Linked DNA regions of Mus musculus: regions 1, 2, 4 and 5 are each linked to region 3. Evidence: chromatin contacts called from public Micro-C, promoter capture Hi-C and targeted proximity ligation data. All regions are on one chromosome and are shown on one strand. The core of a region is the stretch at or near the end of the contact, and the rest is flanking DNA. Distances in the headings are between cores, read along the strand shown. Region 1 has its middle 85 kb from the start of C030016D13Rik. Region 2 holds the start of Vldlr (very low density lipoprotein receptor). Region 3 holds the start of D930032P07Rik (RIKEN cDNA D930032P07 gene). Region 4 overlaps Pum3 (pumilio RNA-binding family member 3). Region 5 has its middle 87 kb from the start of Gm35697.

The links. Promoter capture Hi-C pulls out the DNA fragments that hold promoters and counts their contacts. Hi-C and Micro-C count contacts between places; a contact is called where the count stands out from the background.
Region 1: a contact with region 3 is called in a promoter capture Hi-C map of 3T3-L1-derived adipocytes, with 5 times the contacts expected there. A contact is called at or near these places in 7 of 39 promoter capture datasets (the 3T3-L1 cell line, 3T3-L1-derived adipocytes, the HPC-7 cell line and 4 more).
Region 2: a Micro-C map of embryonic stem cells shows a contact between it and region 3, with 8 times the contacts expected there. A contact is called at or near these places in 1 of 39 promoter capture datasets (embryonic stem cells), 2 of 484 Hi-C or Micro-C datasets (both in embryonic stem cells) and 1 of 130 datasets of targeted methods (pancreatic cancer cells).
Region 4: a promoter capture Hi-C map of liver shows a contact between it and region 3, with 2.6 times the contacts expected there. A contact is called at or near these places in 3 of 39 promoter capture datasets (cranial neural crest, liver and stem cell-derived epiblast-like cells), 1 of 484 Hi-C or Micro-C datasets (embryonic stem cells), 2 of 130 datasets of targeted methods (embryonic stem cells and fibro-adipogenic progenitors) and 1 of 9 other capture datasets (adipose tissue).
Region 5: a contact with region 3 is called in a targeted proximity ligation map of astrocytes, with 4 times the contacts expected there. A contact is called at or near these places in 3 of 39 promoter capture datasets (the 3T3-L1 cell line and hippocampal neurons), 2 of 130 datasets of targeted methods (astrocytes and embryonic hindbrain) and 1 of 9 other capture datasets (embryonic stem cells).

What each region holds. Positions count from the first base shown.
Region 1 is chr19:27,513,971-27,516,670 of GRCm38.p6, reverse strand. No RefSeq gene overlaps it. Among named protein-coding and RNA genes, the nearest start is that of C030016D13Rik, 85 kb to the right of the region's middle.
Region 2 is chr19:27,215,665-27,218,364 of GRCm38.p6, reverse strand. It overlaps Vldlr (very low density lipoprotein receptor), which reads right to left and starts at 1,345. Exons shown (of 18, transcript NM_001161420.1): 1 at 669-1,345. The coding sequence starts at 750. All of the region lies in intron 3 of Gm35438 (a long non-coding RNA gene), which reads left to right.
Region 3 is chr19:28,676,832-28,679,568 of GRCm38.p6, reverse strand. D930032P07Rik (RIKEN cDNA D930032P07 gene) reads right to left here and starts at 1,345. Exons shown (of 5, transcript NR_045330.1): 1 at 1,264-1,345. All of the region lies in intron 1 of Glis3 (GLIS family zinc finger 3), which reads left to right.
Region 4 is chr19:27,410,151-27,412,850 of GRCm38.p6, reverse strand. Pum3 (pumilio RNA-binding family member 3) reads left to right here. Exons shown (of 18, transcript NM_177474.5): 13 at 589-669. Among named protein-coding and RNA genes, the nearest start is that of Pum3, 18 kb to the left of the region's middle.
Region 5 is chr19:27,580,517-27,583,303 of GRCm38.p6, reverse strand. No RefSeq gene overlaps it. Among named protein-coding and RNA genes, the nearest start is that of Gm35697, 87 kb to the left of the region's middle.

The DNA of each region.
Region 1 (2,700 bases), core at 86-2,585, 1.2 Mb after region 3:
AGTATACCTGCGAGGAACACAATATAACATACCACTAGCATAACATACCACTATTTGGGGGTTACCAAGAACACCTACCCTAAGCTTCTCAAAGATGCCACTGTTGTTTCCATTGTGAAAGGAATGTTTCCTGGGATGTGTGTGTGTGTGTGTGTGTGTGTGTGTGTGTGTGTGTGTGTGTGTGTTCTCAAAAAATTCCCAGGTCAAATATTCTCAAGTCTCCCATAATATATTCACATAACACTTCTATCTTTCTGATCACAATATAAATTTCTGTCTCACTTACTGTAGACCAACATGATGACCAAGCTTCAAGTCAACATGCCAGCAAAATAATGAAACCTATGAGAGGATTTCTCAATGACTTACATCCAGATTACAGTTTACTCTTTTTAATACAATCCCCTTACAATCTAATCTCCTATAGCCCTTCCTGGTTCTTAGCACAGAATATTACCTAGTATCTGCAATTTCATAGGAACACAAACTCTATCCTGGAGTAAGACATCCATTTATTCTCAAAGTTGTGGTTGAGTTATCAGCCTATCAACAGTGAGGACCTTTAGCCTAGAGGTAGATCTTGGGGAGACTAACACCCATCTTTCTACCACACAATCCAAAAGTTGCTGTGAAGTCCTTAGGCAAGGGGAGGCTGTTGTTCAGTAAGTGGGGGAATAATTCTGTCTCTGCTGACCTATGGGATTCAGGAACATTGGAAAGTCTCCAGTGGGATCATTGAAAAAGCACCCGATATTCTTTGCTTGGTCCAATCCAACGGTAAGACTGTCAGTTCTAGCACCTTGCTCTTCCTCTGGCAAGCCCCATATCTGATTGCTCCCTTCTAGTGTTCCATTTTACTGTCTGGCTTGGAGTGACGGTGATTTTAGCTTTAAGGATGTGACCTCTGGCTGTGAAATCACCTTACATTCTGCAGAGTAAGCACCAAGGGTTCGAAGCTCCTTTAATTCTGCTAGAAGAGCTTTGGGGGGTTTATGTCTTGATTTATGGATTGGGGTTAGCTTTTCTGAGATTATAATTTTGTGTTTGCAAAGCTTCTCGTTCAGCAATCAGAGGTTTTCCTATTCCTCATTCCACATAATTTTTATCCCCATCCCAAACTTCAAGCATAGCCATCTTATAACCCAATGTTTCACCTCTCTGCTGCATCCTGGTTAACTACCAGGCAGACCTTAGAAATAAGGATAAATCAGTCCAAGAGTTAGCAGTCTCTGCCCACCACATGGAATGAGAAATCTATTGTTCCATCTCAATGCTCCCCATTCCAAGCCACACATGGTATCAATTGTCTGGGCTGGAGTTTTCCAAGAAGCAGGGTCTTAGGCAAAATTTGTAGCCTGCCATGCTAAAGAATGCAATCCCAGTGAAATATGAATAGACATGAGTAATGTAAGCAAGAATGGAGAACTGATGTAAAAACCCCTTCCAAGATGACTACCTTGTGGTATCAACCAATCATCAGGGGACAGCTTGGTATCTCAGGATCATCGTATTGCAGTGAAATAAACTGCGCTACAGGGAAGTTTATACAGCGTACGGGAGGAGAAAATAACTTATACAGTGTCTTTCAGCCCTCATTGGTTAAAACCTCAAGCTTCAGATCCTGACTAGTCCTTCACTTCACCACAGGTCACATGGGATCTCATACCCAGAGACAACCAGATATGCTCCAGCACAGGAGGATAGGAGCACTACTGAGCTGTACCAAAGAAAGATTAGATGAGTGTGTACTTTGGCAAAGCTGAAATAGAACACATGTCCTAGGAATCCAGAGTCACCTGAGACTTGGAGGGCTGAGGTGACAGTGAACAGGAAATATACCAAAGCAGGAGCCAAAGGGCACTTCCCAGCTCCCTCGTTGTTGTATACGAGTGGGTGGTAGGCATCTATCATGCTTGAAAATGGCAGAGCCACTTGAGTGATGCAGAGCCATCACGTATGTAGCAACCTGGAGGTAGTTGTTCACAGAAGTCAGAAGCTCCTGCTTATGAAGGGTCAGGTACTATGAATGTGGGTAGAGTCTTGCCACAGGAAAGGACAGCTTTCTTGTTATTCATCTTATCCAGGACCTCCTAAATACTGTGATGGCCATGATTCTGCAGTGAAGCAATGTTTTCTAAGGAAACTCACTCAACAGAGCTGGCATGCTGCCGGGTTCTATTGTGAAACTCATAGATAGTTGATTCCTAGGCTAAACTATCTTAGTGTTGAAATCCTTGCAACCACTTCTTCTGCACAACTCAAGGCTTTCTGATCTTTCTCCAAATACATTCGACCCCAGTAGTTACTGGTTCATAAAAATAGCGCATGGATCAAAGGACAGTTCAAATGAGATTGTGAGAGAATGGTGTTTTTGTTAGAAGCCAAGGATACAACACAAAGCATCACAGAGAAAGAATGTCTGCAGTCCTTCTGAGTCCAGTGCAATCACATCTGCATCCTCATGGTCTGCCGACTTTGTCTTTCATTTCAATAACCTCTTGGCCTAGACCAGTGCTTCTCAACCTGTGGGTCGACCACCCCCCAGCCCCTTGGGAGTCACATATCAGATATCCGGCACATCAGATGTTTACACTGTGTTTCATAAAAGTAGATAACAGTAACAAAACTAGTTAAGAAGTAAATTTATGGTTGGGGGATCACCACACATGAGGAACTGCATTAAAGGGTCACAGCATTAGG
Region 2 (2,700 bases), core at 96-2,595, 1.5 Mb after region 3:
TCGGAGGACAGTCCAGTTGAAAGCCACTCTTGGAGCCCGAGAGACGGCCCGGCGCCTGGGGAGTCTCAGTCCCGGGCGCAGGCTGCGTACTTGTCATGGCTCGGCCTCCAGGCTGCCGCCCACCGAACGTGCGCTTGCTCACGGCAGCGCGAGGACTCCCGGCTCGGCCGGCACCTGGCGCCCGGTGTCCTCGGAGACGCCCACCTTCACCCACTGTGCGCTCTCAACCCTGCTTAAGTCTGAGGGGCGCACTCGGGCTTCCAGGCCCCGTGCTCTGCCACGGTCCTAACAGCCCGCCTGGCAGAGGAGGCAGAACCATTGTTCAGTGGCTCCAAAGCCCACATCCCCTAGCCCTTGTCAATGGGGGGTGAAAACCATGTAAAACAGAGGTTCTGGGAAGAAGGGGGACACAGAAGAATGACAACAAGTTCAAGGGACGCTTTAGGACACCCTAAACCCCACCGTCCCCCGGGCCTGGCTCCCAGTAACCTCGGCTCTGACAGCTCAGAGGCGCCACCCGGGTGGGGAGGGGAGGCAGGAGAGGAGCGTGGAGAGGCGCCTGCTAGGAGGGGATGGGCAAGAGGAGCCCCGGGGTCCCCCAGAACGCGGCGATCGCGGACGCCTCGGCTTGTTTCGGGCCGAGTGCGGAGGGGCGCGTCCCCACTCACCGCTTGCAGTGGCGCCGCTGTCCCGGGGCGCCCAGCACAGCGCGAGCAGCAGCCACAGCGCCCAGCGCGCGGACGTGCCCATGCTGCCCGCCCGGATGGTGCCTCCGTCGCGCCGTCGTTGTCGCCGTTCGCTCCGCACAACAAGTTACCAGCCCTTCGGAGAGGAAGAAGGAGGTGGGGGCGGGGAGGGAGGAGACGAGGAGGAGGGGGAAGGAGTGAAGAGCCGGGAGCACGGAGAGCACGCAAGGAGCGGGCACCCTTTCCCTGCAACTTGCACACTCTACTCCCCGCCAGCCACCCACCCAACCACCCACCCGGTCACCTCCCCCGCCGCGGCCGCGGTGTGCGCGCGGACCCTGCGGGCGGAAAATAATGCAGGCGTTGCAGAGAAGGGGAGGGAGAGGGGAGGGAACGGCGCGGGAGGAGGGGGCGGGGAGCCCGTTCGCCACCGAGGACAGCTCAAGTGAGCGGTTTGGGGGCAACCACCCGGGCGGCCGCAGGAGCGCGGCCGAGCGGCGCGGGGACCCCAGCGGGGGAGCTCAGCCCAGCAGCTCAGGCACGCACCGCTCTCCCGCGCGCAGTGAGGAGGGTGCGGGGGCAAGTGGCAGCGTGCGTGCGTGAGTGGCTGGGGCTGGGGCTGTCGCCGCCGCCATCCGGATGGCTCCAGGGGCTCGACTGCTCCGCGCGTTGGCCCGGGGCTCACGGGGGACCCGGGGCGGCCGCTGGTTGGCTCGCGCACCGTCCTCACCTCCAATCCCGGGTGCCTGTCCTAATTTCCTGATCCAGGGAACCTGCGGCCGCAGCAGCTGTGCGCTCCCTAGCTCCCTACAGTTGCTACTGTACCCTCCTGGCGCCTTGGCTAGGAGCGCTGATGCAACTATTGCTGCTCTTGCCACCGCCTCCAGGCTTGATGGGGCTGGCAGTTGAGGGGTCTGGGGGGCAGCAAGGAACCCTTTTCCTCCCTCTCCTGAGCCCCTAGGAAGGGCTGATGTAGTGAGGTCGGTAGGTAGCATCTTCCGGGGGACTCTTCTTTCCAACCTGAAAGTGATGAAGAGGAGGGGTGCGAAAGCTCCGCTGTTCTGCTGTGGGGTTCGGAGTCCCATCTCAATGGCAAGCTGAGATGCCATTTTGTTAAAAATTAAATGTGGCTTTAAGTAAGAGTGTGTGAAAGAGAAAGAGAGAAAGAACAAGAGCGCTCCCGCGGTTGTGGCTTGTCCTCTGTAATAGAACAAGACTAAAATAACCGAGTCTGGGATGGGGAGGAGGGAAATTGCCAGCGCAGCTCTGCATTCTCTCATCAACGATTAGAGTTAATTGCTAATTGCACAAAATGATAGTTTGAGGGCCTGTAATTAAAAGCTTAACCTTTTTCTGGTTGGAGGAAGGGGACCCCGGTAGATTTATTCTTGGTATAGTTTGTAACGTTCAATTATAAGCATTGTGGAGGGAAAGAAGTCAACCCTCCCAGAGAGGATAGATTGGAGGGAGGTGGGTGCCAGACAGGACCTAAGTTTATGGTTTGTTCTTAGTGTACTTCAGTTTTCTTGAACACATCGCCTTGGTTGAGATGCTTTCTGTGGTATACCACAGATTTTTCCAAATTATTTCACCTGTTAATATGTGTGTATGTGCTTCTGTTTTATAAGTTGCTGTACCTCGAATGAATCAAAGTTGACAGATTTCAGATTCCATGTCCTAGCTTCCTTCTGGCATTGTAATGTCACCTTGGTTCTCTTGAGCAGTTCTCTGGGGACAGTCTACTAGGAGAGATGTTCTCATGTACCCAGGAGACCCTGGGGGTAATTCTCAGCCAGGGTACATTTTGATCGGTGTAATTTAGCCTCATTGTGATGGATAATCTCACATGCAGATGGGGTCTTTCAAAGCTGCTCACTGTGGATGCTGTTGTGTATAATCAGAGGGTAGGAGATGGGCGGAAACTGCATGGTGAACACGTGATCACAGCCAGTACCAGTCCACAGACCAAGTTTGAGGGGGATGGTCTAACTTTCGTATCCCTGGGGCTTGAAAA
Region 3 (2,737 bases), core at 96-2,595:
CTGCAGGCGAGGGACAGAGAGAGAAGGCGCTAGAGAGTGTGGGGGCGGTCAAGCCTGGGGACGCAAACTCGGGATTAGAAAGAGTTTCTGCATGCCGGCTTGGTGGCATTCGCACGGGTTTGAGGACAGGAGCACACCAACTCCCCCAGACTCACAGGGCTTCTAGAGACCTAGGCACACCTTACCGAGGCTGATGGCAATACTCATTTAGCCATCAAACTGGCTGTCAGTTACCTAAGAGCGCGGGGTGTAGACAGAAAGGAAACCAACAAGGTGTGGAAGTTTCGTTTATGAGGGAGAGTCTCCGTGCCTTTTAACTGAAAATACAGGTACCAGAAGGTTACACAATCAGGGCCAGATACAGGGCGAGCACCGGGGTCCTACTTAGGGAAACTTTGGCAAAGTGGGGAGTGATGGGACTTTGAGGTCTTTAGCTCACAGTCGGGGTTGTAGTTGTCTTTTCGGCTTCCACGTGTTTATGGGGCGCCACGAAGGCTGTTTTTCACTTCTCCGTCTCATCCAAGTTGGTGTCCCCATTGTTCAGTGAGGTCCTCGGGTTTGGGGGCACAGCTACTAGTTAGGAGCGGTGCATCGACCCGCAGCCGCCAAGTTTTCAACTGTAACCTCCCACGCCACGAAATCGCAGACACATTCAGACACCTAGCACTCCCCGCCGGGTTTGTCACCTCGCGTTTACATTTTTATGGGCCGGGGACAAAATGTCAGCACTGTTTGGGAAATGTCTGTCTCGAGTCCCGCTTCAAGGCTCCGGTCCCTATAAATGACCCTGTGTCTATTTTGAAGTCGGTCGGGATCACTTTCTGGAAAGCGTGAGTGAGCTGTTGGCTCTCCTAGACACACACCTTGCCCCAAGCAACAGTTCCAAGTTACTCACTAGAGCTGACAAGTCACCCGGGGGACGAGAAACTCACCCAAGTGTCTGAAAACCTTGACCAGGGCGGATTTGTCATCCTACTATGGATGATTCAAGTAGGTACCTGGAGGAAACTTTTGGAGGTTTCCTTTTTTTTTTTCTTTTTTTGGCAAAAAGGTTCGTCGAGGTCGCGCCCTTAGATCTGGTAGTGTGTTTGGGAGGCAATAGCAAAACGACACTCGTGGGGGCAGGGAGGGTAGTCGCCCCGTGGTCCGGACAGGGTCACAGTGCAGGGCCCTATGTACCCCAGTGCGGCTCCGGGTGCTTTGGCCAGCAGGGTCCCCCGCAGCCCGGCTTCCTAACTGGCGGCCTTTCAGCCCCTTACTTACTCAGAAAGTGGTTGCACAACAGGAAGCCGGCACGAGTTTGTTTTGTTTTGTTGCGTTCTCTCGCTCGCGCCGCGGGAGGGGGAGGGGGGAGAGCGGGGGCGGTCTGGTTGCCCAGAGCACCGGGAAGGCTCCACTTCACCTCCGGACCCGCCCCTCGCTCACCTCCGGAGATCCCTGAGGCTAGGACCCAAGACCCCCCGCGGGGCAAAGGTGTGTGGGTGTGCCGTGTGTGGGAGGGTGCTGAGGACCCCAGGAGGGGTGTTCACCCACTGTCCCGGGCCGCACATCTTGACCCCGCACCCCTAGCCACTCCTGGTTCCTCTGCTCTGTGTACCTCCCTTCCTGGCTTGTCTTCCTTGACATCCGCTAGGTCCCATGGGATAGAGTGTAGGGGATCACTTCCGGAATTCTCCAGAGCAGTGCCCGCAGGGACTGCACTCCAGCAATTGCAATTGGAGAGGACACCTTTCCAATTCCTTAGAGCTTTAGGACTTCAACATCTCTTGAATTGGGGGTAGTGGTCTCAGGTGGCCCTAGAGTTGGTGAGGAAAGAGAAGTTTATACAGCTCCCCCCAGTGGACCAGTTCTCTGGGTTATGGGACCCAGAGAAAGAACCCCTGCCAAACTTAAGCATCTAGAAAAAACACTGAGGCTCACAGTGGAGAGCATTTCTTGGCCCGAAGGTGAACTCCAGACAAATGCAAACTCTCTTGTGTCCGTTCTGAAGCTTTGATGAGTCACGATTTCTTCATTGGGAAGTAGCCAGGCCCGGTTCCCTAAATGTCTCCGTGCCCGTTGGACTTCAATTTTTAGACTACGTTAGGAATTTTGATTCATTGTAAAAATGAATTTGGGTTAGTTTAAAAATTCTTACTCCTCCTTTTTCTCTTTGGTTTCCTGTGAGGCTACACAAAGCAGGTGCAGCCTGCAAAAGTTTGCAGAAAAACAATGAAGGCTGTCCCTGGAAATGATCTATAGAGAGAGAACTGTGTGAGAGGGCACCCCCCCCCCTTCTCTAGTGAGAACTGCTGACATTTAAGGCCTTTACTAGGATCTGCTACAGTGTTCATTTAGAGGAGCTCCAGCCCCTCCCCCTTGAACTGAAGGAGGCTTTCTTCCCATTCTTATTGCTACTTAGTTCGTGTCTTTTCTTTCCTGTCAGGACTCAGGCCTCCTTCAGAGTGAGTAATTACTTCTGTGTGCTCTGGGTGGATTCCCTGTCTCCTTGCTTCCCTTGAGGTCAGTTCAGGTAGAGTGGCTTTTCTTCACGCCATCGTTGGTCCATCCAATGTTTCCACCAGTTTCATTGGCGATTCTACCAAAGTTCTTCCGGTTAGCAGAGTTTGGATACCTGGAGTTGTCCCGTTTGGAAAGTGACTCTCCTTGGATGGACTCTGGAGTATACCTAGTGGGGTGGATTTTTTGCCTGACCCAAAAAAAAAAAAAAAAAAAATCCCGACTGGGGACAGTTGAA
Region 4 (2,700 bases), core at 106-2,605, 1.3 Mb after region 3:
TAAAATTTTTTTCGAATAGCCATTCATTAATTCATGAACTGAGTGCTTGCTTAGATGTTGGATTCTGGTACTTGGGCTGTTTGATGACTTGGTTCTCTCTCTTTTTAAATTAATCTTATCTTTGATATATAATTAGCTAGTTCATTTGAGTGGCTTTGATTTACCTTGCTTACCTGGGGTTGGTGCTGACTCTATGGGGAGACTGTATAAGAAGGAACCTTTTTTCATTTTTTTTTTAAAGACTGATTCTCACTATAATAATAATGTAGATCTCAAAGAGATCTATGTACCTGCTCCTCAGATGCTGAGATTAAATGCATATGCTATCAGGTCTAGGTTTCTGGGGTTTATTCTTATTCTGTCTTGTGAAATTTTTTATTACATATATATGTTGGGGGATATGTGGCCTGCACATGCATAGAGGTCAGAGGACAACATGGGAGAGTCTCTTCTCTTCTTCTACCACATGGGTTTTAGAAGATTAGACTCAGGTCATCAGGCTTGGCAGCAAGTGCCTTTACCCACAAGAATGGTTTTGCCAGCTCTGTGTGAAATCTTTTAACCTTTTCTGTCTCCCCTTTCTTATAGGGCCAGTACTCTCACTTGGTTCTCCTGGCAGCGTTTGACTGTATTGATGATACTAAGCTTGTGAAGCAGATAATCATATCAGTAAGTAACTTGGATGGGATGAGTGCTGGCGTTGGTCAGTTGATAGTGTTGAAGTTTAATGTCACACATGTTATATAAACACTTTATTTAACCTGTGCTTTCTGTCTATGTTTTCCATGACTTTCTAGTCACCTGGGCTATGGGTTATTTTAGAATCTTGTTCTGTTCCTGTGTGCATTCCAACCTTGTAACTGGATAGTAATTGTTTTAAATGACCATGGTGAAAATGACATTTTACACACACACACACACACACACACACATACACGCACACACACACACAGTGTCCACACACAGTGGACATCACCACCTCTTGAAGTCAAATTGTTCCTATACCTATGACAGATGTAATGTTGACACTTCTACTTTTGAGTAAAGTTGATTAAATTCTTTTTTTCACAAAACAGTGCTTAAATTTGATTGATGGTTGCCTATGTAGTGATGGCTCAGTTAAACACACTTCGTGTGGACAAGCAGCCTCTGCAGTTGTCCTTGCCATCCATCCCTGTGTGCTGGGTTATGTGGATGGAGAAGACAACACCCAGCACTTACTCAGTTGTGCCTGTGACATCCTTTTACAGAATCAGGTTAAATGTTATTAAAGTTGAAACATTAACTTCCTCTTACAACCAATTATGCAGGTCTAATCCAACGACCAAAGGTTACGTAATACTTGAGTAAAGGTCTTTATCCCTGCACTTGACTTTCAGGACTCTTGGGAAAGCTACTCCGAAGTAGATATAGTCAGAACTATCTGTCCTTTGTGATGCTCCTTTTCTCATTCTGCTTGTGTAAGTCTTTCTTCCCTATGTGTAGGATACACAAGTATTGAATGGATAAGGTTGAGATTGCCCGAGTGGGGAAGAGAAAGTGCAGTACTGGTATCAAAGACCAAAACTGAAAATGATTTCAAAACTGCTTAGTCTTTGTGAACACAATTGTTCAACTGGAAATCATAAATGCCGTTGTGTTTGCACACGAATGGAGCCTTAGAGAAATCTTACTGACAAATGAGACTCACAGTGTCAGTAGAGGAAAGAAAGACTGTGGTTAGGTGTGGGTGCTGTCGCCTTCTTAGTCGCAGATGAGGGTGGCTGGGTGTTGACTTGTTTATCTCTAGTAGAAGGGAGGTGGGGAAGGTCTGTTCAGATGGCAGCTGTCAGTCCCAGCTGTGGGTTCTCAGGCCCCGCTGGCACTTTCCCGCATTGTTGTTGACTGTTTTCAAGTTGTAATGACATTTGTGGGGACTGGGTTGTGGGAAGGAACATGTTGGCAAGATTTTGTGTCACAGACTGAGTGTTTTGACATGTTCCTTGGGACTTTAGTACCCTTTGACTCCAAGCAATAGTGGTTGTTTTTAATTTCTGTGACAGAGATGTGAGGGTGTAGAATTGGCTATGAATAAAGCTGTTTCACAAAAATGGAAACTGGCTGGCCTATTGAAAGTTTGCTTTTGTGTAATATTTCACAAAATTGAAAATGTGCATAACTGTTCCAAATGGATTTCAAGGGAAACAATCACCCTTCAGGACTTGCCAGAACTATCTGCTGGGTTGGTCTTTCCCAGCGATTTATCTCACTTCAGCTTGCTGTTGGAGCTGTTTTCATTTCTCTTGCTTATCAGTTTGAAGTCCACAACTGTGGAGCCCAAGTTCCTAAAGACTCATGGACATGCCTCTCGCTGACAAATGCGCTACCAGTTCTGGGTACCATTAAGCCCCAAAGTTAGTGATAAAGCCGTACTTAATGTTCATTGCTCTCGCATTTCCCCACCCATCCATCACAGAGTCTGTTGTAGTGCTTTTTGAAAATAGCCAGAAAAGGCCTAGAATTGCCAGGTGCTCCTCGGGGTATCCATACTTCCCGAATGTTAAGTCAAAATTTCAACCTGGTCAGCTCTATCTTTCTTTCTTTCATTTTTCAAACTAAATTTAAGCTGTTTCTTATCTACTTTCCTTTCCAAAATGAGCATATTTATAATTGAAATGTGGTCCCATTTATTTTAGTGTGCACAGGCTGGTTTGGTAACAG
Region 5 (2,787 bases), core at 119-2,618, 1.1 Mb after region 3:
CATCCCAAACAATTGGTTTCCAGGAGGATACTAGGGAAACATACCTCACACAGTAGATGAAGGATGCTCTTTTAAATCAGTGAAGGCAGGCTAGGCTATCAACGGGCTGTGGACAGTCCCATTTCCCAGTGTCCCAAGTATGTTGAGTCACTCCCACAGTCGGGGGCAGGTGTGGGGTGGGGTGGGGAAAGGAAAGGTAAATGGCTACTTACACTCCCTTCTGAAAATGAAAGCAAGGAGCTGTCCCCAATCTCCCTTGTCAGACAGAGATAAAGCAGGTGGTTAGTCGCTCTGCCTCCAGATCCATCATAATTAGAAATTGCTTTCCAGCCTGTATGCTTCCATTTAACTGAAGACCATTCTAGAAAAACTCCAGTGAGTCTGTAGAGTGCTGCACCTTCTCACTAAAGCTTTATATTCTTCACCTAAAAGGGAACCCTTCACCTAAAGGGACGAGGCTTAGAGTGGCCAATGGTTTATATTTATACAGAAGCTTGTACAGGCAAGCTCCAAGCTGAGGGCTTTCAACAGTTTCCTTTAACCTTCTTGACAGCCTTTTTTTTTTTTTTAAATGAAATAAATGCTAATATTATTGCCCTTTCAGAGATGAGAGAATTATGGCCCCGAAAGGCTAATAGTTTCCCGGTTTTATGTAAATAGCAATGAAAAGGCCAAATTAAGACCTAGGTAGTCTGTCTATGGAACGTACGCACAACCTTAAAAGCCACTGCCATGGAAGGGTTGGCTGAAAGTCCTAAAGGAGATGATATCTCTAGGAATAGCAATAAAATGAACATACTCTGGTCACTCAACTCCCCCAAACACACTAAGTAGCACTGCACAGTGGTCAAGTTCCTGAGTTCCGGAGTCTAAGGGCTATTGAGACTGCAGCTTGACTCGTTGTCGTACACCTGCTATGGGGGTGTATCAAGATTGTCCTGTGGGGTCTTAGGCAGATTGTCTGCTCTCTCTGGCTTTGGTCGCCTTATCTATGAGACCAGTGTGGTGATAAGAACCATACTTCCCTCCTAGAGTCCTTGGCACTTAAAGATAATTCTGTGTGTTTGAGTTGCTTAGTGGATGGCCCCAAATGTGAACTCAACACGCATTAGCCAACACTATTGTCGTTCTTCTCTTGGGGAACGATGCTGTAGTTTCTCTCGACTATAATTTCAGATCCTTCAAGTCTTAATTTTTTTCCCCCATTCTGCCTCCTTCATAGAGTTTTAATGAAAACCCTTTCTTGGCCAGAGCACTGCTGGCGGAGAGCTGCATTTGGAAGCCATCCAGGAAACTGACCCTGCTGGAGCCTACCCCATCTCCCTTCCTTGGAGCTTCTGTTAATTGCCATCTGGCTATTTTTAGTTTCTTCAAGTGTGTGCTGGGTGTAAGCAGGGAAAGTCCATCCTGCTGTGGAAGTGGGGTGGTGTGAGCTGTGGGGCTTTAATTTGGAAATGTTTTGACACTTCATTTGTCAGGGCACCAGTTGCTGGAAACTTGTGAGAGTAAGCAGGAGCTGGGAGCTTATTTTTTTATTTATTTATTTTTTTTGTAATCAGCGTTCTCACGGAGGAGGAGAATCCCCTGTTGCTGCAGCAGCTCAGAGCATCCAAATATGAGGTTGGCACAGGCAGAAGGAATTTAGGGATTTGAAGGCTTAACGGAAAGCATAAATAACAAACATGCAAAGCAACCTATTTAGGCTGTCAGCTGATATGCAGATTGGCAGAGGCCGCTGGTTGGCTCTTCTCTTGGGAATTTTATTTGGCATAGGATTAGCATCAGTTTGGTCAAAAATCCCTACTCAGGTCTATTCCCAGTCCTACCCTGACACTCTCCTCTCATTTTAAAACACTGCACACCCTGTGCTAACCTGGTGTGCCAATGAGGCTGACCTTAATCATCTCCAGGAATGGAGGCTGCAGGCTAGGTGTGCCCGCATGGTTGTGTCTGTCAGTTTTTGTTTCTGTCTGGTGCTTCTAACCCTCCACTTCTCACCCAGACTGTTGTTAACCCAGTGGCAGTTCAGAACTGTGTCAGGAAACAGCTCACAGGTCCTACTAGCAGCTTTGTGTTTCTATCTCATTCCATCTTTGCTTATTAGGATGCTGGGCTGCCAGCATCAAAAACCAACCCTGTTAATGTATGGAAAAACAAAACATCCCTAAAAGGAAACATCAGATAAATTGGAGGCAACATAACTAGGAGACTTTGGAAACTCTGGCTGCAGGCTTGATGTCAGGAAGACAGCAATGCAACCAGAGACTCTGCCCCTACATAGCTGCCATACTATACTAGTTTTTATTGCCATCCTTAGTATCTCCCTCTGCATACCTGGAATTACCAGAGTAAACTCTACACAGTTCCTGTTTTTTCACTCTCTGAGCATCCCCTGACACCCCTGACACCCCTCCACTACCTCTCATGCAAGATGCCTCTTAACTCCAGATCATACCCATGCTTTAGCTGTAGGCATTTTGGAAGGGAATCTCTGACAGGCTTATGACCTCTTATGGTATGGGAGTGGGGCATTCCTTATACAGGAAAAGGAGTTCAGATGCTCTGAAAGACAAAAGAATGGCGGATGCTCTCTACTCTATGACAGAAAAACACATACAGATAGTTGCATGGCTTGTATGGCGGAAAGGAGGCTCACTTGCTTCACAGTGACACCAAGTGACTTGAACAGTGGGCAAACTTGGGTCTGTCTGTAGGCAAGCTGCACGGCAGAATGACTTGGGAACTACAGGGGAAAAATCATTCTTCATGTGGTCTAGGACAATAAAA